3 separate regions of the Sus scrofa genome follow, and regions 2 and 3 are each linked to region 1. The links are chromatin contacts, called in public HiChIP or PLAC-seq maps. All regions are on one chromosome and are shown on one strand. The core of a region is the stretch at or near the end of the contact, and the rest is flanking DNA. Distances in the headings are between cores, read along the strand shown.

What was found. HiChIP or PLAC-seq counts read pairs in DNA pulled down with a chosen protein or histone mark.
Region 2: a contact with region 1 is called in an H3K27ac HiChIP or PLAC-seq map of skeletal muscle. The contact joins two enhancer-like sites. A contact is called at or near these places in 2 of 2 datasets of contacts at active chromatin or transcription factors (alveolar macrophages and skeletal muscle).
Region 3: an H3K27ac HiChIP or PLAC-seq map of skeletal muscle shows a contact between it and region 1, with 4 times the contacts expected there. The contact joins two enhancer-like sites. A contact is called at or near these places in 2 of 2 datasets of contacts at active chromatin or transcription factors (alveolar macrophages and skeletal muscle).

What each region holds. Positions count from the first base shown.
Region 1 is chr7:4,540,666-4,545,023 of Sscrofa11.1, reverse strand. The region is part of intron 1 of RREB1 (ras-responsive element-binding protein 1); the gene reads right to left. Among named protein-coding and RNA genes, the nearest start is that of RREB1, 31 kb to the right of the region's middle. Within about 2 kb of position 1,838, at least 67 of the 83 cell types and tissues checked have an H3K27ac peak or open chromatin away from gene starts, as enhancers often do. A contact at or near this core is called in alveolar macrophages and skeletal muscle, where this site is marked.
Region 2 is chr7:4,225,537-4,229,926 of Sscrofa11.1, reverse strand. No RefSeq gene overlaps it. Among named protein-coding and RNA genes, the nearest start is that of LY86, 120 kb to the right of the region's middle. Within about 2 kb of position 2,901, at least 66 of the 83 cell types and tissues checked have an H3K27ac peak or open chromatin away from gene starts, as enhancers often do. A contact at or near this core is called in alveolar macrophages and skeletal muscle, where this site is marked.
Region 3 is chr7:4,175,558-4,179,932 of Sscrofa11.1, reverse strand. No RefSeq gene overlaps it. Among named protein-coding and RNA genes, the nearest start is that of LY86, 70 kb to the right of the region's middle. Within about 2 kb of position 2,857, at least 40 of the 83 cell types and tissues checked have an H3K27ac peak or open chromatin away from gene starts, as enhancers often do. A contact at or near this core is called in alveolar macrophages and skeletal muscle, where this site is marked.

The DNA of each region.
Region 1 (4,358 bases), core at 589-3,088:
GTGAGCCAGAGGGTCTAGATAAAGAGGCCCGAGTAGCATCTACCCTCTTTCTAACAAGAGCTGGGCCTGATGATAATTGAGGAAACACCTCTACAGAAGATAATACCGCAGGAGCTGTGGGGGTGGGGTGGGGTAGGGTGGGGGGAGAGCCAGCAGACACCAGAAGGAACGTCCTCCCCCACCCTTGAAACAACATATTCGGCATCCCCAAATCCAGAGCCTCAGACCAAGAGATTAAACGTCCGTTGCTGCATTACCTGTGACATAACCTCTCCTCGGCCTTAACAAAAGAAACATCTGGTACCAGCTACTCAGCATCCCTGATAATTCTGTCAGAGAGCCAACTTCTTAAAAAATTAATTAGTGGCATTTACACCTGCCGGTGCAGCGGGCCTATCAGGGGTCTAGTACCTGGACAATACCTCGCTTAACAGGAAACTCAGGGTTGCAGCAAGCAACCATCAGGAGAACTTCAAGGTTCGTGAATCATTTTCTAACTCTACTTAAAAAAAACATATCCCAGTGGCTCAAATGTATTTGTCCGTCTCATCAGACATAAAGGTACAAGTACCACGTTTATAAATACAATTTTGAAAGCTTTATAAGGGTGTGTGTTAGAATTACCAGGGAAGCTTTTTCAGACTGACAAGCCCCAGTCTCACAACAGACCTCCTGAATTTGAAACCCCTTGTCTTAATCACTGTTTTGGATGCTGCAGCGCAGTGAAAAGTGATCACGAGAAAACACACCAAAAATGAGACAAGTCACAGAGTGGCGGGCTCACCTGAAGCGGTCTGGGTACAAAGCTGCTCATGCAGGAGGGACCAAGGCTCCCAGGTGCAGGTGACAGTGCTCTGGGTGGGTGAGCCGGCCACAGGATGGCACAGAGGCACAGGCAGGGGCCTCCCGCACGCCCACTGTGCCAGCTCAGAGCAGGGCCTGTGGGGGACACAGGGCATACTCAGCCGGGCGCCTGGTGGCAGGTGGCCTTTGGCCCCAGGAGCCAAAAGCTCCAGGGCCTGAAGCAGAGCATGGAGACAGTGCCCCAGCGCAATGGATTCATCACTACGTGACCACACGCCCCTGGGGGGTGGGGGGAGGGTTGGGGACAGGGGCCGGGAGTCTGCCCCCAGCACTGCTGGGAGGGGGGATTTAAAACTGGAAGCCGCGATGGCGCTGCCCCCGGGGCTCCATCCACAGAAGGTGGGTCACATGGGAAACACACAACAGCTGCCCAACATTCTGCAGAAAAGGAAGAGACCAGGCCCAGGCCTGCAGAAGCTGCCCCCGTCCTTCCCCCAGCAACCCGGCTTCCCGCCAACGGCTGCATCCCTCCTCCTCGTCCTCCTCCTCCTCCTCCTCCTCTTCATCCTCCTCCCCCTTCCTCCTCCTCCTCCTCCAAAGGGCTCTGCGGACACTTTTTCAGCCACACGCCGTTCTCATTAAAACGGTAACCGGCAGGTACGCCACCCGGGCAATTACTACAAAACGCGAGTGGGCACGCTCACGCCTACGCAAAACTTCTGGAAACTGAAAAGTGGTCTCAGGCTAAATGGCCTCAAACGGACGCCAAAAAAAGGAAGGAAGCGAGGGCTTCACTCGGGGCGCACACATTTTCTAATCTCTGCCTGCGAGGAATCCAGTTCTTAACAACGAGCTCGGTTACTAAACGGGCTCTTCGAAGGCTCCGGCCCTTCGCGACATCGCCGCCCGGCCGCCGCCGGCCGAGGGAGCGCCTCAAGGTCTTCGTGGAAGCGACGCCGGAGCGGCCCACGGAAGGCGGCCCGAGCCCCGCCTCCGCCCCGCCCCTGCCGCCCGGCCGGCCAATCGGCGCCCGCCGCTCTGACTGACGGCCCCGCCGCCCGCTCAGCGGGCGGCCCCGCGCGGGCGCCGAGGTGGGCGGGGGGCGCGGAGGCCCGGGCTGGACCAGCGCCTCGCGACCCCGCCGCCCAGCCGTCGTCCGCCGGCGTCCCACTGGCCGCCGCGGCGCGACGGGCACGGGCGAGTCCCGGGACGACGGCCGCCGTGCTGTCTGCTGTGCGGACGCGCTTCTGCTTAGACGGCCGGAGCGGGAAGGCTCCGCGGCCCGAGGAGGGCCGGCCACCCGGCCGCCTTCCGCCGCGTCCTCCCAGGCCCCTCCCCTGGGCCGCCGGGAGCCCAGGACCGCAACACATCCTGACCGCCTCGAGACGGCTCCAGGGAGGGGACACGACCCCCGGGGGGGAGCAGTGCGCGCTCCGCAGCTCTGCTGGAGTTCGCACCGATGCCCAGGGGCAGCCTGCAGGGACGGGCAGGAAGAGGCTAATTCTTAGCGTCTTAACAACATGCAGATCCTTTTCAGTAAAAAGAGGCACAAATCACATTCCTATTTTTGGGAAGGAGACACAGGCGAAGATTTTGGAATCTTACATGATTTCTGAGACCAGCATGTTTACTCTGTATTTCATTCTAGCTGACTTAACTGTGCTAACTCTGGAAACGAAATTAGTGATCAGAGGACAAAATCCTAAAGAATCTTTAAGAAAAGGGGAAGAAAGGAAATCCCTGTAAGATCAGACATCTTCAGAATTATCACAACGTATGCTCCAGGACTTTTTTGCTGGGACCTTGAGAACCTTTCGTCCTAGAGGGCAGTCCCGAGAATTTTTTTTTTTTAATGAAATGAAAGAAAACAATGTTTTAAAATCCCTTGCCTTGCCATTCGGGGAAAGCATTGAAAAATCTCTTTTAACCCTAGGACACAGAAAGGTCAAAGTGGCCTTGTCTTAGGCTTGCATAAACTGAAGAGAGAGAGGATACTCAAAGTGGAAACTTGATGTCTTTTCCCTAAATTCTCAGTAATTTCTAAAAATTTAGTATCCGGCGTTGCTGTGAGCTGTGGCATAGGTCGCAGATGGGGCTCGGATCTGACGCTGTGGCTGTGCTGTAGGTTGGTGGCTTCAGCTCCAAATAACCCCCTAGCCTGGAACCTCCATATGCCACGGGTGAGGCCCTAAAAAGACAAAAAAATAATAAAAAAATAATAAAAGTAAAAATTCAACATCCATGTGACCTTGGACTCTCATTTTCCTCTGTCTCTTGCAGTACACTCTGCTAGCCATTCAGCACACTGCCAACCCTGATAAAAGTAGTTAATGTTTACTGAAACCTGCGCATGAACTGTACTAAACCTGATAGGAGTGAAAAGGCAAAGTTCTGTGAACAGCATCCATGCTCAATAAAATTAAAAAAAAAAAAAAAAAAAAAAAGTAGGTTGAGGACCAGGAAGGGAAGAATCTTTTTTTTTTTTCTTTCTGAAATATTTGAACTTAAAATCTCTCACTGATGAATAAGTCACTTATATATCACCAAAATGATGATGTATAATCATTCATCTTTTTTGCTATCTTTCTGGAAAATCTGACATAAATGCCGTTCAACTATTGAACATTTTTCTACACTTTTCTTTCCAGACCTTAAAACTGAAACCAGTGTCTTTATAGCTCTTGTTCTCCCTGACTTTTTGGGGGGAGGCCCAGCTACCTGATCAGTAAGCAGTTTTAATGAGACTACTCTCAAACATTTATTCATTTGAATAGCTGCTTACAAGTTACCACCAAACTACATTTCATGCAAAAATAAATGTAATAGCCTGGGAACCGTTGTATGACCCTAAAAAGACCAAAAAAAAAATAATAATAATAATAATAATAATTTTTTAATGGGTATCGTTTAATGTTTTCTTCCCTTGACTCTTTTTCAAATGTAAAAACATATTCATTTCAATCTAATCACACCTTTAATTCTAACATTTCTCATACCCTTACCTTTAAGTATACTGTATATATCAGAACTTATGACAGGCTGTCTTTTTCTCCCATCACCTCAGTTAAAAGACTGTTTCAACTTACACACATACACACACAAGAACAGGATGCTCTCAGGTGTCGAAAGCCAACTTTCTCTCTCCCCATCCCCCCCCCTTTGCTTAAAGGGCAGCAATAGAACCAGTCACCTTGGAAACAAACATCACCCAGTGTTTGCAGAACAAACAATGGTACCTTTTCAGCCAGTACCAGGCAGGCAGGCCAAGGGGCAGCCAGGCAATTCTGGGCCGCCCAGGAGTGTTAACATATTGCATTCATTCAGGGCACGAAAAAGTAGCTCAGTACTGAAAATGAGGGGGTGTCAAATGTGTGACCCTTTGGCTAGAAACCACAGACAAAGCAAGAAGGTTGGAAGTCAAATAAGGCTACCCCCAGTTAGAATCTTCTGTTATTTTTGGAAATGTTTTACATACCTCATGAATAAGGTAAACTACATTGTTGTCACTGAGAATTACCTTCTCCAGCAACTAGGAAGGAGCTGAAAATCTTTAA
Region 2 (4,390 bases), core at 1,652-4,151, 320 kb after region 1:
AGAGGCCACGTCCTGAGGAAGCCTGGATGCCAGTTTCATCAGTTTCACTGTTCTTTCTGAAGATTTGAAAGCCATAGAAAAATTTTTTTTCTTTCTTTTTTGGGCCGAACCTGCGACATATGGAATTTCCCAGGCTAGGGGTCCAATCGGACCTATAGCTGCTGACCTACACCACAGCCACAGCAACGAGGGGTCCGAGCTGCAGCTTGTGGAAACACAGGCTTCTCAACCCATTGAGCGAGGCCAGGGATCGAACCCACATCCTCATGGACACTGTCGGGTTCTTCACCTCCTGAGCCACAGCGGGAACTCTGGATACTTACATTTTGAAAATAGGGCTCTGGCTGTCATCGGGGGGATAGAGACGAAGGGTTAATTATCTTTACTGTATTAGAAATCCCTTCCAAACAGGCTTAGAACGGCCCATTTTTCTTTGGGGCAGGATTTCTGGAACTGATCAGCTGGAGGTTCTGGCCTAGGGTCTCCCATGAGGTTGCCGCGAAGGTGCTGGCTGAGGCTACAGTGGAGGCCAAGGTGGCTGACGCTCAGGGCAGCCAAGTTCGTGCTTGTCATTGCTTGTTCCTCTCCGTGTCCCAGTCTGCGTGAGTGTCCTTCTCATGACATGGCTGCACGTCACCCTGCGGCCTCATGGGTACCAGTCTAGTTCTTAATCCGCTGAGCCACAGTGGCAACTCCAGAAAGGGGCTGTCATCCGGCCCTAAAGCAGACAGACCAGGGCACAGATTTGAGAGAGAGGTTTGTGGCCTCAGCCGGCCGTGGAGACTCTGCATTCAAGCTGAGCTGCGACAGTCAAGAGATGCGAGGCAGGATGTCCGAAACGGGGAGTGCCTTTGGGACGAAATGGATGTTTCAGATTGGTCGGGGTGCACCCGAGTCTGGGGTGTTAGTTTGGGGGTTGCTAGCACGAAGCCTAGGTGCAGATGGGCTCACGCAGGCAAGGACCCAGAGAGAGCCCCGGTGAGCTCGTTCTTCGGGGTTTGCGTGGAGGAGGACAGTCTGGCAAAGGAGGCTGAGAAGAGAGGGGAATCGGGACAGGGAAGAAAAATCCAGAAACGGTGGCCCTAAGGGGGCCAGGAGGGGAGAGGGGGTTTCTGTCTTGCACCCAAGCTCAAGGGTCTGGAAAGATGGCTGAGGTAGGTGACATGGAGGCCAGCCGTGACCTTGGCACGAGTGGAAGTCGGATTGGATTGGGTAAATGTTTGGAAGGAGAGAAAGTGGATATAAACTGTGTTGACAGCTCTTTCAAGAAGCTTGGCTGTCGGAGTCCCCACCGTAGCGCAAGGGGATCAGCGGCGTCTCGGGACTGGCTGGGCAGGTTCGATCCCCCCGCCAGGCACAGTTTAGGTGGAGACTGGCCTGGGAACTCCACATGCCGCAGGGCAGCCAAAAAAGAAAAACAGAAGGTTGGCTATAATAGACGAGAGCAGTAAATGGAAGTGAAAAAAACTGTTTTCAAGCTTCTGGGGCGGGGGGGGGGGGGCGCAGTGGAGAGGGAGGGGCAGAGAGGAGTAGCGGGGTCAGTGAGGGACTGAAGCCCTTAAGTCACCTGCCTTTGATGCTTGCTGGGTGCTTCTGCCTTTCAAACAGAAGGGATGCCCACGGCATTGGGTGCCTGCCCATGACGGGCGTCTGTAGGCTTGGTTTGTGTTATTCTGATGAAGTTTGAGTCTAGGTCAGTGTGTCCACTTTGGTCACATTATTAGAATCCCCCAGGGAGCTTTTCAACCTCCCTTATGTCCAGGCTCACCTCGCAGGCTCATTACATCAGAATCTCTATGTTGGAATCCAGGCATGGGGGGGGGGTTTAAAGTCCCCCCACCAGCCAGGCCAGAGCACAGCCCCCGAGGGATCAGGGTCTCTGCTGGAGGTCAATGGGGGGGGGGGTCAAGGGAGTAAACTCTGGGAGCAGAGGCCACTCACCAGTGCTGGCGGCAGCAGCATGAGGCCCTCCCGAGGTGGGTGATGCTGCGGTTCCCGTGCCGACTGTCTGCTTGGCTCCATGCTTACCTCCGCAGAACCACCTGCTGGATTTCAGGTTTGAGGGCAGCAGGTGGTAGAGGCTTTAACTTCCATGCCTCCATTTCACCATCTGAAAAATGGACGTAACGGCACCGCCTTCTGGGATCCAGTGCAGTTCTGGGCACACAGCTTCGGGCAGCTCATAAAAGTCACCATTCGCATCTGCACATAACCCTCCTAGGGTGCGAGTTGGGGCAGCAGTGAGTGAGAAGGATAGATGCGCACTGTACAGACGAGCTTGTTCAACAGGCCGTGAGGACTCTGGAGGGATTTCGGTCTGCGGGGATCTGCTTTTGGAGTCCTGGAGACGGGGGCGGGGGGAGGGGGAGCAGGAGATCTGGCCACTCGGGCCGTCCTCACAGGGCCCCGGTGCACTGTCCTGCTTGGACTTTGTTGCTTTCCATCTTTTCTGGAACATTCCGGCCAGCGCACAGCTTAGGGAGCAGGTGATGAAAGATTAGGGCTCCCATTACCCGGGCTGATGGAGTGGTATCTAGTAAGCGGGACAGGGAGAGCCAGAAGCCTGGTTCTCATCCTCCCTGCTGGTCAATTACCTGACTGGCTACGGTCAGTCGGCATGAGTGACAAGGGGCACATTTTTCTAACTGGCTCCCGCAGGGCCTCGCCATCAGCTGAGAAGCAAGCCTCTGCCGTGAGGTGGGGCTCTGGGCTAGCCACGCGGAACAGGAGATACTTATTGGAGCGGCTTCTTATCTCTGGTGTGCCTTCCTCCAGGGGACCTGTAGTCATTACGGGAACCCTTACTTTGCTAAGTCCCGGCCAGCGACGGCGGTGTGCGACTCTCACTGGCGGCCATCTTGCCCACAGAGACTACAAGTCCCAGCATTCATCGCGCGCGTCCCGGCCACGCCCCCTGCGAGCGGGGAGGCCCGGGCCAGCCCTCGCCGCCCTGGTAGATGTCCTTCCGTAAGTCAGGCGAGCTCGCAGCCTGCCACCCCGGCCTCAACTTGGGTACACGCTTTGTTTCAGTGCAGCGGTGGCGGCCCGTTGGTCCCCGCGGTTTCTTTACCCCGTGATGAGCCAGGAAAAGCAGATCTGCGGCAGAGAGCTGCCCCAGGGCTCATTCATTCCACCATCCACCAGAACACTGGCAAGACGGAGGGTTTTGTCAGATGGGAGCTGGGGTAGTGAATAAAAAAAGTGAAACCAGATGTTCTTCCCTCTGGTTGCTTCATATCCACGCAGGGGCTTGGAGGAGGAGGCCGTAAAAATGTCACAGCCCTTGATTCCTGAGGCCAGATTTACGCTCTGTGTAACCTTCCACCATAAATCCCCCACCTCGCTGGAGCGTCGGCTTCTGAAGGGGCAGAGCCCAGCTGCAGCGGTGACCAGAGGCTGCAGAGGATGCAGAGTGGACGAGGCGGGGGAGCACGGGGGCAGGGAGCCTGGCTGGGAATCAGCGGTTGCTTTTCAAGAATTTTCAAGTGGGCAAAAGATGTTCCAGGATTGACTTGGAGTTTGGCCTTCTTGGGAGATAAGCCAGGCTCTATTTTGCATTTTAGCCTGAAAGGGAACATGATTGCTCTTTGGAAAGTACTGGTAGAAGCAAGAGAACTCAGTAAGGACGGAACCCAGAGAAGCAGGGTTGGTCCAAGTGCCCCTAGGAGGAAGGAGAGGTGGACACTGCCCCAGGAGGGGGCATCCTCCAGAAGCTGGAATGTGCCCTCAGAGCTGCGGGAAGGGGAAGCCCTGGGACTCTGGCTTTGCAAGGACCGTCCTATCTGCCATGGGGGGATGGGCCTGTGGGGGTGGGTCACGAAGGAAGCAACAGCTTAGGAGGCTCTGACCAAAGTCCAGGCAAGTGATGACGGTGGCTTGGTCCAGGTGGAAGCCACAAACACGGAGAATGGAGACTGGGCTCAGATGGGAAGAAGCAAGGATGCCTCCCAGTTTCTGGTGAGCGGCTGAGTAGACAGTGGTGACGCCACTGAAACGGAAGCCTAGAGGAGCTTCAGGTCTGTTGAGGGGATTAAGACTTGGGTTTAGACACATTTAGAAATGCTTATAGAGAATTCCCATTGTGGCTCAGTGGGTTAAGAGCAAAGAACTGGTATCCATGAGAATGCAGGTTCCGTCCTTGGCCTTTGCTCAGTGGGTTAAGGATCTGGTGTTGCCGTGAGCTGTGGTGTAGGTTGCAGATGCGGCCCAGGTCCCCTGTGGCTGTGGCTGTGGTGTAGGCTGGCAGCTGCAGCTCCAGCTGGACCCCTAGCCTGGGAACTTCCATATGCCACAAGTGCGGCCCTAAAAAGAGAAAATAAAGAAGAAACACTTAGAGACACCTCCAGGGATGCTTTAGTGACCTGGTGGGGGTGGGGTCTAGAGATGGGAA
Region 3 (4,375 bases), core at 1,608-4,107, 370 kb after region 1:
CCCAAAACAAAAAACAAACAAACAAAACAAAAGCCTGGCCTGTCTGCTCTCACACTGACTAACTCGTGCTTAGGGACACGCACGACCTTAAGCAACCTTGATTGTACCCTGCGGACTTATTTATTAATCTATTTAAACAGAAAAACTTAATGTTATCATTGGCGTTGCAGGTGTATTTATTTATACTATCTTTCCTTTTGGAAAAACACTGTGATCATGTAACCTGTCACCTTTAAGGGACTCCCCACAGGCTCACAGGGGGGAGTACAGGTTGTATCTGGGCACGAGGAAGAGTTAATCTATTCTGGCTTGAAGCGCAGTGGAGTTTGGTTTTGTCCCAGGTTTGGCGGTAACAAATGCCTTCCAGAAAACAGACTCTTCGTTTTGGTGCCATATTCTTTCAGTCCTGGCACAGCCATGGAGCCACTGTGTCTAGGCTGGTTGACGTTCCCAGGCCAGGGGGAGATGGCATTTTCTTTTCCTTTTGTGGCTGCACCTGCCACATATGGAGGTTCCCAAGCTAGGGGTCGAGTTGGAGCTACAGCTGCCGGCCTACACCACAGCCACAGCAACGCCAGATCTGGGCTGTGTCTTTGACCTATGCCAGAGCTCACGGCAACGCCGGATCCTTAACCCACTGAGCGAGGCCAGGGAGCGAGCCTGCACCCTCACGGATACTGGTCAGGTTCTTAACCCACTGAGCCACGACAGGAACTCTAAAATGGCATTTTTAAGAAAGCAGAACGCAGATGCCTCCTGGTTTATGGACACCTGCCCCCACCTAAAACCAGCCCGCATCTGGGGTTCGGCGTCTGTGGGCCTTTTGCACAAACACACCTCCCCCTCCAAGCTTAAGCCCAGATGCTCAGGGGCCCCTGGTGGGGGGGGGGAGCCCAGAGCTTCCTCCCAAGTGCATGCTCCCCCACTGCTGAGCTCACAGCCACTGTCCCCACCCCCACCCAGGGGGTCTTGAAGGAGGAAGGTTTCACGCTTTGCAGCTGGGTGGCTCCCCTGTGTCAAACCTTTGAATGGTGTCCCCCTGCCTTCGAGGGAAATCAAAATCCTAAGTGGCTCCCCAAATCCGGCCTGGCCTCTGTGTGCCCCCCCAGCTCCCTCTCCATTCCCCCGCCCATCTTGTCACTCCCCCCACCCCAAATCTGACCTCAGTCCAGTCTCCCCCTTCCCCCAACGTGTCAGGCTTTTCCCTGGATCCCTGGTCTCTGCGCAAAATGCCCAGAGTGGGTTTGACTGGCTTTCAGGGAGTCCTGCGAACGTACTGTCCAAACTTCCTTGTTTTGATGGGAAAACACATTCCAGACCAACTTTCCAAACCACATCCGGGGCTGAGGGAGCCGTGAGCCAGGGCCTCCCAGGCTCTGTCACACGAACCCAGTTACACTGGGAGAGTCTGGGCCTGGCGGTTGCCTCCTGCCTCCTGCCTCCTGGGAGACCCTCTTGCAGAGCTTTGGAAGCTCAGACACAGAAGGCTGACCCATCTGGTGCCCCCGTTCAGTCAGGAAGGCATTTGGAATCGATCTGGGCAAAGGCTGAGCTCCAGGGCAGCTGTAAATAGTGCAGATTCTCCCCAGAAGCTGCGAGAAGAGCAAGCAGGCCCCGCAGCAGCCGCCAGGGTCGCCTGGGGCCGGAGCCGGCTCCTGCTCAGGGGCCAGCAGGTGGGAAGTGGTGTTTATGGCAGTGGCTTTTCCTCCAGTGGCTCCTATGAGTTCCCACCTTCTCTCGAACCTTGCAGGAGACCTTTCCTTTCCTGGCTTCCAGTGCGTGCTAGAGCTGAGGCTCGGTCTCCGAGTCGGAAGCCATAGAGGCAAGCATCTCCAGTCACTCATCCCACTCAGCAGGTGACTCTTTTTGGCTGCAGGGGAAGCAGCGGCCTGCTGGGGTAAGCCCTGGATGGTGGACCAGAGTCAAGGGCATCCCAGGTGTACAGACTCCCGGGGGGCGGGGACTGCACCCCCGCTGGACACTCTGGACCATTTTCAGGCAGATGGAAAAGAGAAAACCTCCAGGGGCATCTTGCTGGAAGCAAAGATGTGGCTCTAGGCAGACCTGGTGGGTGTGTGTAGGATGGAGGAGGAGCCGCGTGTGTGTGTGTGTGTGTGTGTGTGTGTGTGCTGGTTCTTTACAGAACCATGGGTGTGACAAGCCCAGGACTCGCTCAGCCTCTGCTGGTGAGTTTTCTCTGTTGTGTGGCCACTCCCTGGGCTGAGTGTCTGTAACCAGTTTCCCAAACGCTCAAGCCCTGTCCTAGGGACTTAACTGTCTGACCTCATTTCTCAGCCCTGGCCCCGCCCACGGTCCGGACTTTGCCCCTGCTTAACACCCCAGGAAACAGAGGCTTATGCTGCTTCTCCGAATCCTCAGGCCAGGTCCCTCTGTTGCCACAGCCCACGAGATCTTCCGCCGTCTTTTGTCTGGGCAGGGACTTGACGGAGCTGGGGGCCGTGTCCCCTGCAAGCCTGCAGTGGATGGAGGAGCCTAAGGGCCATTTCTGTTCTTCTCAATATGTTTTGAGCCACACAGTGAAAGTGGCTGGAGGCTGGGGTTTGGGGACGGGGGGGGACTCCTCTATCTTCTTTCCAGGATCACGTCCACATTCCGTCCGTCTGTGCTCTCACCCCGACTACAGTCTTTGACCCTTGGGGTCAGGTCTGGACTCTAAACAGCTTCCGCAAGCCTCCAGAGCCTACCGCTGTCTGAGCAGGGCCCTAGTCCTGTCTCTGAGAAGGTGGCAAAAATCCATTTCAATCAAACACATCCTGGGAAAGCCCATCAGACCTGTGCTTGCAAGAGGAAGACACGTGGGCATTGCTGCTGGAAAAAACCTTGTCTGAGTGGCTCAGGGCTCGGCCACAGCGCTGCTCCCTCAACCCCACCGCCTCCCAGCTTCTTGTTATTTCCTGCGGAATCCTCCAGCATGCTCAGGCTTCCTGGAGCTGGGATCCGTCTGGCAGCCCCGCTGAGTCCTTCCCCCGACCCCCAGGGCCCATCTGATAAGATAGGGGGCTTCAGTGTGTGTGGGGGGGCGGTGCTTACTCTGCTCCCCCAATGCACAGCTGCCTCCTGCTGCTGGGATGCTACTGACAGAGGGTCTGGCTGTAACGAAGAGAGTCTGACAACTTGTGAGGCACAAACATTCTTTATCTGCAGGATGAGGTTAGTTTCTGTTTGGGGCTGGTGTTTGTGTAAGTAGGAAATCGCTCTCCTAAGAATCAGATTAGGTCCAGGAAGCATCCGCTGGGCAATGAGAAGCTGATGGAGGCCGAGCGTCAGGGTTTTCTCAGTGGTCACGACTGCCACCTCCTGGCTGAGCTTGGGAACTACACACTCTGGACTTCCTGGAAAAAAAGAACTAAGATTCCCTCTTTATGAACTGTGTGTGGTGCAAAAGCCAAACCAGAGGAATAGTCTTTAGAGTATTTATTTATATATTTCACATTAGCAACAATGGTAAAGCAGACACAGAATGAGTAAAATAATGTATGATGAATAAAAACGCAGTAGCCTGTTCTTCCTTGAGACCGTAAGGGAAAGAATTTGTCCGAACAATTTATTGTAACTTCTGGCTCAGTTTCTAAACCTGCCTACTCTCTATACCTGAGTTCTTAGCAAATTTAGATTAATCTACCCATCACTTTTAGAAAATCAGTACAAAATTAAGGACTTAAGTGAAAATTGCCACATAAACAGTTATTGGACCTAAAACATGTCTTTAAATTATGCAATAAAAATGCTAAGATTTGGAATCAGTCCTCATCGTTTGTGCATATTGACTTTATTCTTAGGCTCTTACTCGCTAGAAATTTAAATTCTAAGTCAGGTAAAGGATTATCGTAACACGTGCAATATGCATATGTTGATCAAGGTAGAAAAAGGTTTTCTACTTATTTAAATTTGGGAGATGGTGTATTTTACCTTTAATATCAGATGCACTGGGAGCCACACGTGGGTGATTTCAGAATTATATTAAGTCCTTGTATTAAATCTTTATATTAAGTCTGGCAAATCTTCTCAGAATCCTTTCTCCTCTTACTCCTCAGCAACGGAAACCGCGGCATCTCAGCTGGCCCGTGGCCACTGTGTTAGTCCTGAGAAGCTGGTGCTAAGAAGAGATTTAAGATGCAGGGAATTTGTTAGGGAGAATGTCTGTTAGGAAGGACAGAGGGGCCAGAGGAAGGCTGGGTGGGCCCCCAGACCCCAAGTCAGGTCTGAGCCCAGGTGCAGGAGAGAGGGAAGGAGGAAGGAAGGAAGGGAGGGAGAGAGGTCGGGAGAGAGGCAGGGAGGGTGGGAGCAACTGCGATTACAGGGCAGGTCTAAGGAAAGAGTTTGACAAACTGGGGACCTTGGCCACCTGCACTTT